Regions from separate parts of the Mus musculus genome. Here region 1 is linked to region 2. Evidence: chromatin contacts called from public HiChIP or PLAC-seq data. All regions are on one chromosome and are shown on one strand. The core of a region is the stretch at or near the end of the contact, and the rest is flanking DNA. Distances in the headings are between cores, read along the strand shown.

Region 1 (4,708 bases), core at 1,671-4,170, 150 kb after region 2:
AAGCTAACTGGCAGGACTAGATCAAGATGCACCTTAAACATGTCTGAAGTCTCGGGGCTGGAACGATGGCTCAGCGGTTAAGTGCACTGCTGCTCTTGCAGATAATTTGGGTTCAATTCCTAGCATCCACATGGTGACTCACAACCATTTGTAACTTTAGTCCCTGGAGATGTCCTTTTCTTGCCTCTTGCAGACACCAGGCACACATGTGATGTCCATCCTTACACGCAAACAGACAAAGCACTTGTACACTTAAAATATCAAAATCTTTCTAAAGTCTTTATTGGATTCAGCTGTAGAGAGTGAGAGTACTTTAACATCCTTTTCTTTTTATGTATGTTTTTATTATTTCTATGTGCATCTTGTGTAAACGTGTGAAAAGATTGAACACACCATTTTCCTGGTCTTTGATAATGCAGTTCTGTTTGCCAGATAGTACAATCATTTAATGACCCATGGTGAGGGTACCTCTTTTGTTGTTGTTGTTGTTGTTGTTTTTGTTTTTTTGAGACAGGGTTTCTCTGTGTAGCCTTGGCTGTCCTGGAACTCACTCTGTAGACCAGGCTGGCCTCGAATTCAGAAATCTGCCTGCCTCTGCCTCCCAAGTGCTGGGACTAAAGGCGTGTGCCATCACGCCCGGTGGTACCTCTTTTTTGATTCCAGTATATACTCTAGTATAATTATTGTTATAACACTTTCTGGCCAGTTTTCCTAGCTGTGTTTAGTAGCTATAAGCAGAGGACTAATTTAGAATTCCCCCTACATGGCTTCTTGATAATACAGGCTTGCATATTTCCCCGATGTCCACAAACAAGTGCCCTCGAGCCCCTGGCTCCTCTGGTTGTCTTTTACCTGCCCTGATACATGATTACGACAACTTCAAACACCTTTGTTGAAACCAAGGGCATAGTCCTGGACAGCCCCACAACGCTCAAACAGTGGAGATGAGCGATGAAGGAGGCCCAGTGTGCACTACCAGAGAGGATTTAGCAGGACTGTCAGTCCGAAGGCCTACAAAGTTGACCACAGCAGTAGCCTGTATCTGAATCCCAGAGTTCCTACAGCAATGGGAGGTGCAGACAGAATTCCCAGAAGCTTGCTGCAGCTAGCCAAAGGCAGCAGGAGACAATACAAAAGAGCCCCTGCCTCACGCAGGATGGAAGGCAAAGGCTGGCACCTGACACTGTCCTTGATCCCCACTTGTCTCATGGTCCAGGTGTGCCTACACTCCACATGGGTGTGTGTACATACACACACTGATAACAATGGCAGACAAATCACAAGTCTCATTTTTCTGCTTTAACACATAGGAAAACCATGGATCCTGCCCTAAAGGGAAAGAAAGGTTCCTGAAAGAGAACAACTGCCTGCTTTGTCTCCATGTGTGCAGAGCAGGTCAAGGAATGGGGCATGGCCCATAGTTTTGCAGGAAGAGTGTCGGGTGGATTCTTGCCCTCTCCCAAAGCTAAGGGTTCGGAGTGGGGACTGTCTAAGTCCGAGGTGAAGCAGAGTTGCTCTTCTGGGTCACCATTCTTCTAAGCCTTTTGGGCCCTGCACATGAAAGCGTCCTCTGGGAATTGCCAAAGCAGCAAGTTTCACACTGGTGATGCACACCAGTGGGCACTTGTGCTACTCACAGTGACTATAGACCCCTGTTGCATGGGGTTGTAGCTGGCAGTTGGTCTAATCAGGAGTTGGAAGTGAACACAAAGCTTGGATTGCCCCTAAGAACCAAGTCAGGGCGGGGTGGGGTGGGGTGGTGCAGGGATGCAGATGTGGGTGGAGAAATGGTAGATGCTTTGAGGGCACCTAAGAGGGAAGCCAGAGTTCCTGGGGAAGAGGCTCCAGGATGAAGATGGGGGACGCATGCAAGTGGAGGAGAGAATGGTTTTCAGGCAGATGGAATCCCATGTGTTTCCAGAACTGTTGGGGGTGTGTGACTGCCAGAAGCCTGATGGGGGGACACCCCAGAGCTCAACCCAGGCAGGAACTGCAGAGTGTGGATGCAATGGGGGAGGGGGAGACCAGAAGCCTGAGGAAGGAAGAAGTTTCCAAGCAGACACTGGAGTTTGAATCTGGGGACAGTACAGAGTTGTGGGCCACATCTTAAGTGCAGTGAGCTGATGAGAGCTGGGTATGGCAGGCTTATTTTAACTTGTTCCTAATGCATCCAAGGCCATTAGCCCCATATCAAATGTACAATGATTGGAAGTTCCACCTCTTTAGCCCACCCATCTCTCCCACCTAGTTACCTCTGAAAGAACCATTCCCCCTTCTGTTCACCTCCTTTGCTTCTCCCTTCTCATTTTCCCTCCCCTCTCTATTACATTTATCTGTTTGTTGGGGGGGGCATGCATGCTATGGCGCACATGCAGGTCAGAAGACAACATCCAGTAGTTGTTTCTGTCCTACCACATGAATCCAGGGGTTCAAACTCAATCCGTCAGACTTGGAAGCAAGACCGTAAACCTCTGAGCTCTTTTGAACAGCTTTCCCCTAGAGGTTCCCTCCCTGACTATTACCCAGGCTTTCAACTGTAGCTCCTGGGCAACCCATATCCAAGCCAGGCTTTCTTGATTGGGCTCCCAGTGCAAGCGAGTGATGCTTCCCTATTCTTCATTCCTGTGGGAGGGAAACCACCAGAGCCAGGCTGAGATGTGGCAGTGAGGTCAGGGAACTTGCATCAGACAGCCCATCATCAAGCCCCAGACAATGGTACGGATGTGGCAGGTGAACCTCCACTCCCCTTCCAAGGGCCTTGGCAGACATTACTAATCAATTGCATCACTTTCGCAGTGAGTCAATCCAGAGCTGCAGACAACCACAAAAGTTGGCTTGCCATTCTTGACCCAGACACTATCCAGAAGTCAGAGTCACTGACTCAGAAGGCAAGGTAAAGGGTAGTGGTCAGAACACATGCATGGGTTTCAAAATGCTAAGGTAAAGGACAGGATAAGGCATGGCCAAGCTAGCAAGGGAAGTAGTGACTCACATTCATCAGGACTTAAGTTTACAGAGGGCTTTCTCTAAATACCCTGGCTCTTGGGGTTAAATGACTCACTTCCATACTACAGATGAGACAGAGAAGTCCCAGAGAAAGGGGGGTGCACCTGGTGCCACACAGTATTCTGATCCATGTGGCATACACTTTCTCTGAGCCTTAGCACAGGTAGCTCAAGACCCAGAGTCAGCTTCTCCTCTAACGGGTCACCCAGAGCTGAAACCCATGAGAAGGTGAGAGACAGAGCCCACCCGTGGCCTGCTGCTAGTGGTCTAACCCCTGAGTGGACACAAACTCAGGGAACATTTGCTGACAGGAGACACTCTGGAGATCTCAAATATTACTACTTAAACAGAGCTGCAGGGGTAGCTCATTGGGGCATGTCTTTGGAGGTTATACCTGGTTTGTGTGTTCTCTCCCTCTCCCTCTCCCTGCTCCTGTCCCCTTGCCTCCCCTCCCCCAGTTGTCTACCCTAAGACAAAGAACTTCCAGTGTCTTGTGGTTCTGCCACCCAGTGGCCATGGGCTAAATAAAACCTCTGCTAATGTAGGCAACAACAAATGTGATGGTTTGTATATGCTTGGCTCAGGGAATGGCACTATTCGAAGGTGTGACCCTGTTGGAGTAGGTTTGTCACTGTGGGTATGGGCTGTGAGACTCTCATCCTAGCTGCCTGGAAGCCAGTCTTCTGCTAGCATCCTTCAGATGAAGATGTAGAACTCTCAGCTCCTCCTACACCATGCCTGCCTGGATGCTGCCATGTTCCCACCATGATGATAATGGACTGAATTTCTGAACCTGTAAGCCAGCCCCAATTAAATGTTGTCCTTATAAGAGTTGCCTTGGTTATGGTGTCTGTTCACAGCTGTAAAACTCTAAGACAACAAAACCTCCCATCTCTCAAGTTACTTCTGAAATTATTTGGTTATGATGATCAGCAAAGCAAGTGACACAGGATGCACATTGAGTCCTTCCTCCAGGGCCTAGGGTTTGGCTGTCCCTCATGCTTTGAGCCACTCGGGAATTCTCTTGTCTACATTAGCCTTCATTTCTATTGCTTGCAAGGAAAGGACCCAAGATTGTCACTGGCACACTGGCTGTGGGAAAGTATAGGTCATAATCTATTTGGCTTCTAGCTTCTTGGCCGTTCCTTTCTACCCCAGGGCCCAAGCAGAAAGCCAAGAACCTTAGAGGTAGGAAAGAGCCTCAGGAAAGGTAAGGTCGGGAAGTAGCTGCTCTTTCAAGACACCCACTGGGAGCGCCTCTTCCTTGCTCTCCTTGTATGTCAGAGCCTTTCCTCCTTTGGGGAGTTTCACAGTCAGGGCCAGGTGGCTTCCAGGACTAGAGGCTCCCCACAAAAGGTTGAGCTGCCCCCTGGTAGGATGGGGAGTGTGTTCTGTAGTCATCTGCTCATTAGTGGTCTCTAGATTCAATTCTGCATCACAGAGGACACAGAGACTCACAGGTAGCCAGCCGGCTGTCACACACACACACACACACACACACACACACACACACACACACACACACGGAGGAACAACCCCCAGCGAGTGAGGCCCTAGTCTTGGGAGCTTGTGCTCATATTTGCCCACCTCGATGGTCCTGCCAGATCAGCGATTGCTCTACATTCCTGCCCAGAAGCCCTTTGAAGAGTTGAGCAGCCACATTCTTGGAGCCATTAGCTAAGGAAATTGGTCTTGATCTGTA
Region 2 (4,657 bases), core at 103-2,602:
AGGATATCTACAATATTGGATTGCTCATCTTCAAACACAGGAATGCGAGTGTAGCCACTCTCCATAATCTCCGACATGGTGTTGAAGTCCAGAATGGCATCACTGCGGATCATGAAGCAGTCGTGTAGCTGGGTCATGATATCCTCCACAGTTTTGGTCCTTAGTTCCAGGGCACCCTGGATCATATTTAACTCCTCCTTCACCAAGTCATTATAGGGCTCTGTCACCTTCAACATCTCCATCAGCTTCTCCCGATTGTAAACAGTGCGAATCTCCTGACCTAAGACGAAGTCCAGGAGTTTGCTAATGGGGAAACTCAAGGGAAAAGTGAGGAGCATAAAGACTTTGGTGAGAACAATAGTGTTGGCACCCACAGCCAGCCCGTGCCGGGAGCACAGGGCTTGAGGTAAGATCTCCCCAAAGATGACAATGCCAATGGTAGAGGAGGCCACTGCCATGATGCCAGACCCGATGAGGTTGTCTAGAAGGATGGTGAGGGAGGTGTTGACTAGCACGTTCCCCAGGAGCAGCGAGCAGAGCAGGTAGTTGCCCTTGCGCCTGATGGGCTCTATCTTGCGAGCATACTTTCTCTCCTTCTCAGTTCCACAGTTCTGCACGATGCGCAGCTCCATCGGGTCCAGGGCCATAAGCCCCAGGTTGAGGCCAGAAAAGATGCCCGACAGCACCAACAGCACCATAACGAGAAGGATGTGCAGCCAGAGCGGCAGAAACCTCCCATGCTCCTCCACCATGAAGAGCAGGGAGTCCTTGTCCGTCCATCTGGTCCAGGGCCCGTCGGCCCGGGGCCGGGTGCACAGCGCGTACAGCTTCATGTTCTCGCTCCTCCGCAGGAACTTGGTAATCACCACTAGCATCCCCGACGTGTTCCCGCGGCTCACGTTGACCAGCCGCTGGACCACTAAGTCCTTGGTGAGCTCCAGGCAGTTGGTGGAGTTGTGGACCGCCTCGGCGTCGTCCACCTCGGTGAAGGAGATCAGGTTGCTGGAGATATCGCCCAGGCTGTGGCCATAGAGCCTCAAGTTCACCGTGCTGCCCTCGGACACGAAGATGATGCCATCCGGGTTCATCCCGCACGACTTGTTGCAGCTCGCTAGCCTCATGCCTAGGATCACGCTCTGCTGGGGGCTGCTCTGGCCGCTGGCCGCCCGCGTCCATAGCAGCAGCAGCGCAGCCAGGAGGAGGCGCCCTCGGGCCGGCCAGCCGTCCCGCCGCCCGCCCCCGCCCCCCGGCGCCATGTTGCTCCGGCCCCGCCGCTGCCCGCGCCCCGCCGCGCGCCTCACTCGGCGCCTCCGCTCCTGCCCTCCTGCCGCTCCGCTGCCGCCGCGCCAACTGCCCCAGCCGAGGACCTGACGTCAGACCGCGCCCCGCCCGCCCCGCCCCGCCGCCCCACGCCCCTTATTTGCATGCGATGTCCCGCCCCTACCCACGGCTCGCGCGCCCGGCTTAAGGAGGTCTGCGCCCTTAAGGTAGAACGGCGCGGGGCGAGCGCGGGAGCCCGCAGCGGGGGTGCGCCCAGCCAAGCTTCCGCGCGGCACCGGGCTTCTCCCGCGCTCCTCCTTAGGGAGCCCGGCTCCCAAGCCCCACGCGCTCGGTTGCTTCCGGGTCCCCTGCACTCTGTCGCTCCGTTCTGGGGCGGGTGGTGCTTCTCCGCGGGCACAGCGAGAAAAATGCATTTCCTGGTTTAGAAAAAGAAAAGGGAACCTGAGGGTTCAGGCTGGCGTTACAGCCTCCTTACTTCTGGGATTTTCGTTGACCTTGACCCAATGCCAGAAATAGGTTGTCACTGCCCCCGAAGTCCCCCAGCCCACTCCTCGGTTCTGTCTAGACCCCTAAGGTGCTGAGGGACCAGGCTCTGACCTAGGTTTTTCACCTGTCATTTCTATTTAGGGATGAGTTTTCATTGAACATGTACTCTTGTTTCATACTCTAACGATACGGCAATGAACAAGCCAAAATTCTTGCACATCTTTAGTTTACAGCCTATCATCAGAAAAATGGCAGTAAACAAGACAAGCCATACGGGGGCAGGAGGGGGAGCGCAATAAGCAAGTAAACACACACAGGAACACTAAGTGTTTTACTTCTTACAGATGCAAATTTTGAACCTAGGCACAAAATCCTAGGCCTTTCAGATCTTCACCGTTAATCCTAGTCCCTGTCTGTAAATGGCGGTAAGAATGACTGGTTTTTTTTTTTTTGTTTTGTTTTTGTTTTTTGTTTTTTGTTTGTTTTTTTTTTTTTTTTTTTTTGAGACAAGGTCTTACATAGCCCGATATGGCTTTGAACTCTTCAAATCTGAGGCTGACCTTGAACTCCCGATCCTATGTCCATTACCTCCCAAGTGCAGGGTTTACAGATATGCACCACCATGCCTGGATTGATTTTATTGTTTAGTTATGGTTTTAGTTTTTAATTTGACGGCAGGAAGAGTGATAACACAGCATCACCTGGCTAAGCACGTGAGAACAACTGGCTTACACACCGAATATGACATAACAACTCTCTGTGAATAGTCTTTGCCTGTGTAGTAATAGTTGTTGCTGCCTGCTCTTTCAGGACCATACCCTTAACCCCAAATTGTGGTGACTGGCCAGCTGAGGCAGCTGCTTGTGGAAATGAACTGAGGGGTGGGGCTGCTGTTCTAGCCTTGAGATCACTGCTTCCTGGTCAGCCCCACTTGGATGTCATCCGGCAGCTATGAACTCAGTGTGTGGGGATGACCACAGCTATCCACCCACAGCTGTCCACCCTGTGAAGGGCAGGACACGGATGACAAACATCCTTACCTCAGTTGCAAGAGCTATACTAAGCACAAGGCCTGGGTTGACCCCTGGGTCTCCCAGCAGGGCTTCTCCTGGCCCTAGAGACACAGTCCTTCTCTATGTCTCTGTACAAACCCCTGTGTTTATTTTTACTTTGGTACACAGCCTGCCAATTAAGGCAACAATCAATACCAGCAGCAAAAATCCAAACATAATGGAACACTCATGCAGTGTTGTGGGGGAGGCTGGGTAGCAGAGGCTGACTTAATGCTCTGGCATTGTGCTGGTGGGTTCTGTAAACAGCCAGCTGGAGGAAGTTCCTTGTGAGGAGGTGCCTCACCTTACACACACACACACACACACACACACACACACACACACACACACAGAGTGAGGCCAGAAGACCAGCTTTTTAGTGAACAGTACCCTCAGGAGTTGGGCAATTGCCCCCTCCCTGTCTTTGACAACCCAGAAGAGCCGCCCGGATTGTTTGACAGCAACCCCAGGTCCCTGGAAGCGCCTATCAGGCCTCATCATCATTCCAGAGGCTATTTTCATTTTGCCCTTTTCGGGTCTGTATTTACTCGTGCTCTATAGGTAGGCACTCAATCTAAGCGACAGAAGCCAACAAAGGAAAGAAAAATAAGTGTTTGAGCCACTTGGCTTGGAAGTCGAAGGGAAGGAGCAGGGAGAGAAAAGCAAGACAGAACAATGGTTGCTAGATAGGAACAGAAACGGGGTCTGTTAAAGTCAAGTTAACTCACAGTTGGATTCCCAAAGGAGAATAAGAATAGACTCCTTGAAGTAAGTGAAATTCAGGGCTGGAGAGATGGCTCAGTGGTTAAGAGCATCTGTTGCTCTTGCAGGAGACCCACAGGAGACAAGCTCAGTTTTCAGCACCCACATGGTGACTTATAACAGTCTGTAACTCCAGTTCCAGAGGATCCAATACCTTCTGTCCTCTGAGGGAACCGGATACACACATGCTATGCATACACACATGCTATGCATACACACATGCTATGCATAAACACATGCGGACAAAACCTTCATACACATAGGTAAACAATAGTTAATAAACAGTGGTAATGGTAATGTAAGAGGTATTGGAGGACGTCAGACTTGTGGCTCAGGGGCTGTGGTTGTCATCCTGCCCCTCTAGGTAGGGTATCTATCTGCCATACTTTCTCATTAAGTAATATTAAGAAAGAATCTAGGCAACCTGGATGGGCACACAGCTCACAGCAGCTAGGCTGTGCGAACAGAGAAACGTCCGTTTTGGAGGACAGGGAAAGGCACCAGTCTTCTCTCTCTCTCTCTCTCTCTCTCTCTCTCTCTCTCTCTCTGTGCCAAGTCCTTACTCATCTGAGTTGCCTCCTTTTGCAAGTAAGGGGTCTGAGTAAAGGTTCTCTTTAGGTGATGAGTGATTGACACTCTCCAGTCATGAGGTCCTTGGTCCTGAATGGCCCTGTCTGAGTGTAGTACAGGGCAGTATGTCTACCTCTCCCACTGTCTTCTTAAGAGGGTTCACTCCTTGTCTTGTCCCTGGTACCATGTTAATACTGGGGTCTGAATCGGCAAACGAGGATCTAACTCTTCCAAGCTAGGTTCTTAGTCTCTTCACCTTCTAGGTTCCCAAGATGGAGGAGCTGTGGGCAAAGAAGCAGCCTTTCTGTTCATGCCCAGAGCCTAAGCCCTGCCCTGAACCCACACTGGAAGTCTGTTGGGGCTTGTGTGGGCCCTGGAGTGGATAGTCTGGCTGTGGACTGTGGATGCATTTATCAGGGGATGGTGCAAGCCATCATCGGTATGTATAGCCCAGCCTGTGCACTTAGCCCTCACATAAGCCTACATATGTTATTTGGACATGTCCA

What was found. HiChIP or PLAC-seq counts read pairs in DNA pulled down with a chosen protein or histone mark.
Region 1: a contact with region 2 is called in a FOXA1 HiChIP or PLAC-seq map of pancreatic cancer cells. The contact joins the enhancer-like site here to the promoter of Cnnm4 in region 2. A contact is called at or near these places in 15 of 39 promoter capture datasets (the 3T3-L1 cell line, 3T3-L1-derived adipocytes, the C10 cell line and 10 more), 3 of 15 datasets of contacts at CTCF or cohesin (CD8 T cells, the NIH/3T3 cell line and large pre-B cells), 38 of 484 Hi-C or Micro-C datasets (the 4T1 cell line, the AML12 cell line, the Ba/F3 cell line and 23 more), 27 of 115 datasets of contacts at active chromatin or transcription factors (the 230-238 cell line, CD8 T cells, the HPC-7 cell line and 19 more) and 4 of 9 other capture datasets (adipose tissue, embryonic stem cells, liver and 1 more).

What each region holds. Positions count from the first base shown.
Region 1 is chr1:36,324,248-36,328,955 of GRCm38.p6, reverse strand. No RefSeq gene overlaps it. Among named protein-coding and RNA genes, the nearest start is that of Arid5a, 19 kb to the right of the region's middle. Within about 2 kb of position 2,920, at least 72 of the 459 cell types and tissues checked have an H3K27ac peak or open chromatin away from gene starts, as enhancers often do. A contact at or near this core is called in the 4T1 cell line, the C2C12 cell line, CD8 T cells and 10 more, where this site is marked.
Region 2 is chr1:36,468,292-36,472,948 of GRCm38.p6, reverse strand. It overlaps Cnnm4 (cyclin M4), which reads right to left and starts at 1,352. Exons shown (of 7, transcript NM_033570.2): 1 at 1-1,352. The coding sequence starts at 1,256. It overlaps Gm33454 (predicted gene, 33454), which reads left to right and starts at 1,180. Exons shown (of 3, transcript NR_168706.1): 1 at 1,180-1,487; 2 at 4,415-4,590.